Linked DNA regions of Mus musculus: region 1 is linked to region 2. The links are chromatin contacts, called in public promoter capture Hi-C maps. All regions are on one chromosome and are shown on one strand. The core of a region is the stretch at or near the end of the contact, and the rest is flanking DNA. Distances in the headings are between cores, read along the strand shown. Region 1 has its middle 24 kb from the start of Fzd4. Region 2 overlaps Tmem135 (transmembrane protein 135).

The links. Capture Hi-C pulls out chosen DNA fragments and counts their contacts.
Region 1: a promoter capture Hi-C map of adipose tissue shows a contact between it and region 2. The contact joins two enhancer-like sites. A contact is called at or near these places in 2 of 39 promoter capture datasets (epiblast stem cells and neutrophils), 4 of 15 datasets of contacts at CTCF or cohesin (CD8 T cells, the G1E-ER4 cell line, pro-B cells and 1 more), 34 of 484 Hi-C or Micro-C datasets (the 3T3-L1 cell line, the AML12 cell line, B cells and 24 more), 3 of 115 datasets of contacts at active chromatin or transcription factors (CD8 T cells, large pre-B cells and stem cell-derived neural progenitor cells) and 3 of 9 other capture datasets (adipose tissue, liver and pancreatic islet).

The regions. Positions count from the first base shown.
Region 1 is chr7:89,378,822-89,382,726 of GRCm38.p6, reverse strand. It overlaps a transcript of Tmem135 not described here. Among named protein-coding and RNA genes, the nearest start is that of Fzd4, 24 kb to the left of the region's middle. Within about 2 kb of position 1,541, at least 33 of the 459 cell types and tissues checked have an H3K27ac peak or open chromatin away from gene starts, as enhancers often do. A contact at or near this core is called in adipose tissue, where this site is marked.
Region 2 is chr7:89,154,276-89,158,008 of GRCm38.p6, reverse strand. It overlaps Tmem135 (transmembrane protein 135), which reads left to right. Exons shown (of 15, transcript NM_028343.5): 9 at 1,513-1,582. Among named protein-coding and RNA genes, the nearest start is that of Tmem135, 180 kb to the left of the region's middle. Within about 2 kb of position 2,103, at least 24 of the 459 cell types and tissues checked have an H3K27ac peak or open chromatin away from gene starts, as enhancers often do. A contact at or near this core is called in adipose tissue, where this site is marked.

The DNA.
Region 1 (3,905 bases), core at 292-2,791, 230 kb before region 2:
GGAATTTTTATCCCCAAGAACTAAGCAAATTATACATTTCCCAGGAGTCATTATACATATTTTAATCTCAAGTTAAAAATAGAAACCTGAATGCTGTATCATATACTTGATTATTTAAAATGTAAAAGCAACATGAATAGGAACAACAACAACTACCCAGACTAGAGGCTGTGGAGGTGGCTTGGGGAGTGTGTTCAGTGAGTCAACACATGGACCTGAATTTGAATCCTCAGCACACACTTACAAAGTTGATCCTGCTCATGGCATATTTGTAACCCTGAGTTACTGCAGGATAGGGGTTCAGTGTGTAAAGGGTGTCGGTGTGGAAACAGGCTGGCCAACCAGTCTAGCTGAAATAGAGAGCTCTAGATTAAGTGAGAGAGACCCTCTCTCAGAAAAAAAGTGTAAGAAGAGAAAAGCAATATAGATCCTCGACGCCGTCTTTCTTTTGCATGTTCATGCACAGGCTAGCTATTTGCTTGTATATGCATGTGCACATACATGTGCAGCCCACCCCCACCCCTGCACACGAAAATTACTTATTTGTAGTAATTTTCTACTTCAACTTCTGCCTGTTCTTGGCCAACTTGAAGCACTTACATTCAGTTTGGTTGACCCAGATACTGGGTGAAAACATGTACAAGTGCCGAGAACACAAGTATAGGATTAAAAGGGACCTGAGTCAGTCCATTGTGGCTATAACTCTTGAACCTTCTAGAACAGCAAAGCCAGTTGTGTGCCTGACCTCTCACTATCACCCCTGAGTAGCTCACAGCAACAGGAGCCCCAGACCTTCCGTAGAAGCCATAGCAGAAGAGTTCTCCAAGTATGTGGCCCGCTGATATTGAAGGAATAGTGATATCTAGGGAGAGGGCCAAGGCAAATGAATATAAAAGATTCTAAAATGGATTAATAAAAAACAATTAAAAAATACATCTTTGTTAAGAACAAAAATCCACTGAAGCCCTGCCATACTAAAGTAAAGCCATTTTTCTTCTACAATGAGGGACTAGTGGAAGGCGGAAGGGAAAGGCAAACCCAGCAGCCTGCTGTCCTGTGCCCATGCTTTCTAAGTCCCTCCCTCGGTCAAGTTCTCCATGCTCTTAGACTCACACCACAGGGACTCTTTCTTTTAGGCCAGCGACCTTTAGGGAAAAACAAGTCTGAACAGAGAGCCCATGCCAGATCCCTAAACTTATAAAACAGACAGCTAGGTTCGCCAGGCATAAAACTGAGAAGGAACAAGAACAGTCTGGGCAGAGGAAACAGAAAAGAGCCTGAAAGAACTACTGATTCGTGAACAAGGAGCTATGTAAGGCCATCGCACTCATAAAACAAAAATAGGAGCAGTCACAACCCAAGCCTGCCAGAGAAATATAATAGGAGCTAAAGATGACTAAAGACAGTTTTCTCCTCTTGTTTGCTTTGCAAACAATAGTGGTAAGCTGCAAGAAAACACACACAAGAACGTCAGACAGGAAAAGAAGTGACCTTGCTGGAGCCAAGCTGTGGCTGGCTGGCGGTACAGCCACAGGATGCCTCAAATTGCTCATTAAGCTGCAAGTGTATGGAATTCCAGATTTGGTGTGGGAAAGGCATTTTAGGGTGGCATGTGTAATGTGTGAAAATTGGGTTGTATAAAAGTTAAATATGTGGAAGTTAAGAGCCATCTGTGTCCACATTCCACTTGGCTGTCCCCAGGGCTTGGTAATATAAATCTTCCATCCTAAACTCAGGGTCACCATAACAATGACTAATTTCTGTATACAACTTCACCACTTAGTAGTTTATGGAACGACTTACTAGTTCTTCTATTTATTCCTTATCTCAGAAGGCTACTATATCCACAGTTTACTATTGAGCAAAGAAAGGGAACAGACATTTGTGTCTGTAAATTTACAGAAAATGTTTCTCAGAAAGGCAAATTTACAATCTACTTCCCAAAAGATCTTCCATAGATTGTCAATGCCTTGGGACAGTAGTCCTCAAATCTTACTGTGAATCATAATCTTGTAAACATTTAAACACACACACACACACACACACACACACACACACACACACACACACGGCTGTTCTAATATCCTATTTCTTATCTAGTAGGAACTCTAATAACTTTCTAAGTACATTTGCTGGTGAGGTTATAAGATCCGCGCATCAAGAACTATTATTGATGACAAAGAGACTCCTGTCTCTTTGAGGAAAGTGTTCCCAGGTCAAATTGCAATGTGCCTTTTGTGGAACAGAATACAAATAGCTTTGGTTCTTGTATTAGTCAGGGTTCTCTAGAGTCACAGAACTTACGGATAGTCTCTAGTTAGTAAAGGAATTTATTGATAACTTACAGTCGGCAGCCCAATTCCTTACAATTGTTCAGTCGCAGCTGTGAATGGAAATCCAAGGATCTAGCAGTTACTCAGTCTCACACGGCAAGCAGGCGAAGGAGCAAGAGCAAGAGCTAGACTCCCTTCTTCCAATGTCCTTATATTGTCTCCAGCAAAAGGTGTAGCCCAGATTAAAGGTGTGTTCCACCACACCTTTAATCCCAGATGAAAGGCATAGCCCAGATTAAAGGTGTGTTCCTTAACTCGGAGATTCAATCTTCTGGAATCCATAGCCACTATGGCTCAAGATCTTCAAACCAAGATCCAGATAAGGATCTCCAAGCCTCCAGATAAGGGTCACTGGTGAGCCTTCCAATTCCGGATTGTAGTTCATTCCAAATATTGTCAAGTTGACAACCAGGAATAGCCACTACAATCCACCCCTTGTCAACTTGACACAAATAATATCTCATGTTCACATGAAACAATAACAAGGTTGTAAATACGCCTAACATGATATAACTATCCCTCGTACAATCGCAAACGCATTAGTAAATTTACAATGGGCATTCATATTACTTTATAATCCTCGTTTCTGCAACTGGTTACGTGGCCTTAATTGGTATTTATAACTACCTTCCTCTACTACCCATTCTGTATTTCCTTCACCTTCAGCCAGCACCTCAGCAGGTCTTGGCTCTTTTCCTGGAGGATTGACCCATACCTTCATTCCTGATGGGTCTGCGTCCTTTGTCATCCTGCTTGGATTAGGCTGTTGTAGTTTCCCATTGACTTTAATCACAGGACATGGTAGTACTAAGACACGCCCTAAGGGATCTCCTGCACTCCAGACATAATCTTGCTTACCACCATTGTGAAGAGGTAATCCAATTTCCCCATGGTAATCTGGATCTATCACCCCTCCTAACACTGTTATTCCTTTTTTAGCCTGTTGGTTTAAGGGCATTAGAAGCCCAAAATGACCAGGGGGAAGTCTGAGCTTCCAGTTCAATGAAATGTTTGTTGTAGCTCCTGGTAGGAGCACTCCCCTCTCTGGAGCCAAAACTTCTAAGCCAGCAGAACCTAGAGTTATGGGGACAGGAAGCAAAAATTTTCCTAGAGGGTCACTAGGAGTGATAGTAAGTGGAACTATTCCGTTTTCCACCCCTTGATTCCTGGACCCATGAATCCTGGCTATGGGTGAAACTGTACCATATATCGAGCGCTGATTCAAAGCATATACTGCCTTCTGAAGAACTCTGCCCCAGCCTTCCAAGCTGTTACCACCTAATTGGCGCTGTAACTGCGTCTTCAAAAGGCCATTCCATCTTTCTATCAGCCCAGCTGCTTCAGGATGATGGGGAATGTGGTAAGACCAGTGAATTCCATGATCGTGAGCCCACTGTCGTACTTCTCTGGCTGTGAAATGAGTTCCTTGGTCAGAAGCAATACTGTGTGGAATACCATGACGATAGATGAGGCATTCTGTCAGTCCGTGAATGGTGGTTTTAGCAGAGGCATTACGTGCAGGAAAGGCAAATCCATAACCAGAATAAGTATCTACTCCAGTAAGAACAAAAC
Region 2 (3,733 bases), core at 854-3,353:
TTTTCATATTAGTCTATACTGCAAACAGAAGATGGGGACACAGAAAGTGTAAAGGCAGAAACAGGTGTGGCAGTGAGCTCAAACAAGTGTAACAACAGGCTTGGGTTGCTGCGTGAAGAACAGTGTAGTTCGCCTTGATGGAAGTAACTGAATGTAGTAGGGAGAGCATGAGCGGATGAATGTGCATGGCTCCTGAGGGCCGGCGCGCCTTCAGCCTTGGCAGGCCTTGCCTGAGCAGCTGCACTCAGGTAAAACTATTCGAGGATTATATAGAAGCAACCCTAAATGTTTGGGAGTAGCATTATAGGACACTGGAATCCACTCTGGGTGACCAGGGAAAGCTCACATGACAGTACTGATGACGTCGGCACTTTGCAGATGAAGCAGTTCTGGTAGTAAAACCTGACCTGTAGAAGAGTGATAGTTTGCACAAGGCAGGCCGGCTTCTGTAGCTCACCTCTATTCAGCACTTCCACGTGGCCAGATATGGCATATCATTCCCATGACTTCAGGCTTAGGGCGGAATGAGCTAGTGCCATCGAGTTTGACCAGGGAAGCTTCCTGTGCAGTTCAGCTGCAGTGCAAAGATTGGTTTTTGAGAGGTCTTGCACAGGGTTGGAGACGTACAGAGCCAGAGCACTGCTCTGCAAGCCGCTTGCTCTTATACCCAGGGGAAAGTTTGGTGCTCTCTTCACAGAAACAGTTAACTTGTCAGGAAGAAGCTACAGTGACTGCCGACTTTGGAACTTGAGCCCCTCAAAGAAAAGGAGTTCTGTTGAGATGCATGTTGGTTGACTTACATTTTTCTACCAAGGATGAATGAGGGGGTCATAGAGTCGGTGTCCCACATGAACAGTAGTCCTGGCAGAAATGTTTATATGAAACTCCAGACTGTAAGTGCTTTACAGTTAAGTCACAAATAGCCTTTGAGTTCCCACATGATTCCTATTTCCATATTTATTTTAATAACTGAATCTTGAATTCTGACACTTTATCAGGTTTCTTTTCCAGATGTTTCCTCTCAAATATAATTAAGTATAAATTCCTATAACCTGAATGCATTCTTATTATGATTTTGTTTAAGGACTGACTTCACGGATGATTTATGGTCATCATACTCTGTAACAAGAGATTTAAAGCTCCTAAAATTTCGTGGTGTATATAGTAGACAGTGTAGCCATGTTTTTCATATTCATTCACAAAGAAGTGCCAGTATCGTCTCCCTGCTCCACAGTGTGTCACTTGAACTGCAATCACATGTTTTGTACAAGGTGTTAGCAACAAAATTAAAGCAACACTCTTAGCTCTGCTTCTGTAGGTCCGACAGAAAGCTGTGAGCATTTAGGGGGGAAAGGGGGATCTTTTTCTCCTTTACTGCTAAGAAATTTTTGTATAGGCTTGCAATACACTCATGCACAGTATATCCATCCATAGGCACACCCAGAGAGGCATAAATATGCACACATACTTTAATTAGTTATGATTAGTGTTGTCTCTCTGGTCTGATTTCAGATGCAAGCATGGACCAAGGCACAGATGCTGCAAGCATTATGAAGACAACTGCATTTCCTACTGCATTAAAGTGAGTCTACAAAGGCGTCTCCCTGATTTTTGTCAACAGTTGCTGCTTTAAACCCAACATTAGTTTCTGTAGTAATTTCTAAGCAAATAGAAAAGACCATATCGTTCTGCTGCCATTTAATTTGTATTTGACTCAGATTACTAGAGCATGCCTATAGGTCAGCACTAAGGGACTTAACTGTGTCCATTCACACAGATTCCCTAGTCTCTAGGGCACATGGGCATTTTTTTTGCAAAACTATACTTCTTGCCTCCTGACTTGTCTCTCATCACTAGCTCTGGAAAGAGTGTCTGGGGCAGGTGGCACCATCTGCTCTAAGTCCCTCAGTTTTGAATGGTGCTCACAGTCCCAATGCTTTTTAAGAAGTCACTTATTTCTTACAAGGTCTGATTTTTTTTTCTTTTTTCTTTTTTTGCGGGGGCGGGAGATTAGTTGACCGAGTCATACAAACCTCAGATGTGCAGTTCTCTCTGCACGGCTATGGAGAACTTAGGCACTTTCCCACATCAGTGCTTGTAAGTGGAATGCCGAGACTCAGTGTTGATAGTGGCATTTGCCCAACTTCCTATTCATCTCAGAATCCTGAGAGCTGTGTCTAGGGCTAGCGACAGAAGAATACATTTTCCTTGTGCAGTGTCCAGATTTGATTTCTTGCCTCATTTTCGAAGTGGCAACAACAAATAAAGAAGACTCTACTGGCTCATAAAGAGGGAGATTCCGTCTGACAACTGACTTAGTCTATTCAAAGGGGGAGTTCAGGCAGGGCTGGGGAGCTGATACTGAGCGTTTTCTAGGAAAACAAAAAACAAAAAAAGACCGAGAATTGACACGCAGTCAGAAACCTAGTGACTCTTTAAAGTGTGTTCCAGGACTTAGCAGTTTGTGAAATATGCTAAACTGTCTGGAGACACGTGGGAGAGAAGTTTACACTTTGAAAATACTCTGAAGTCTCTTTTGCTTGTTTTTGGGTTATCTATGTAACCCTGGCTGTCCTGTAACCCTTGGGTGTGTACATTTTGAGCTCTCAGAGATCTGCTGGCCTCTCTCTCTGCTTCCTGAGTCCTGGGATTAAAGGCTAAAATACTGAAGCTTTAACAAGGTGTATCTCATTGCAGTGGAGCTTTGATTGCACCACGTTACGCTACAACCCTGATCGATATTCACATTAATTCCATTCTTCTCAGCTCACTCTGCTCTCAGCTGTCTTAGTAGGATCCTGTTCCTGCCCACTTCTGTATTGGCTCTGTGCTTTCTGTCCAGCCAGTGTGACATGTTTTCATGAAAGTGTCTTCTCTTTTGGATCAACTTAAATGTCACACAGTCAGTAGCTTTTCTTTACTATCCAGTCTAATACAAGTTTCTCTAGTGGCCAATTACTTCCATTGTGACACATTGTAATTTTTAATTATTATATTACTTTACTCATTTGGTTTCTCTTTCCATATAAGATTGTAAAGCGCCACAAAGACAAGAACTTGGTCTTGCCTGCCATGTTCCCACAGCCTTGTAATCCCAGTATATAATAGATAGATAGCCAGCAAATATTGCCTGAATGCAGAGACATATTGATTTTATTTTTTGAAAACTGGGTGAAAAAATTAGTCTGTTTGTTCTTTAGCACAATATCACAGAGATAAAAGGACTGTCATAGTATTGAAAAAATACTGGGCAGTTCCAGAGAGTCACTCACAGGAACTCACGAATGACTGGCCTATTTCATGGTCATGTGTTCACCGGGCTTCAGGAAAATCAATCCTTACTTTCCTGTAGCAATTCGGTTTTTCTTTTTTCTAGAAAAGAAAATTGTAATTGGAAAATACAAGTCTGACTTTTTGGAATGTAGCATGCAGGCCAAGGTCCCAGCTCTTGGGTGGAGATGCAGTGTTGAGTGTCTTCAGGCTCAGTTAGCTTCAGTGTAAAGCAGCATTCCTCAGTTTAGCTTCATGCAGTTACCTAGATAGAGTTCCCATCTCCTAGAAATTTCTTTAACTTGGTTAATATATATATATATATGTTAGATACACACACACACACACACACACACACACACACACCAGAGCTCCAAACACTGAAGTTATCTTCCATGCTTGTACTGATGATCAGACAGTTTTTTATTAAAATTTCCTAAGACAGGTGACTTTGTCCACTGCT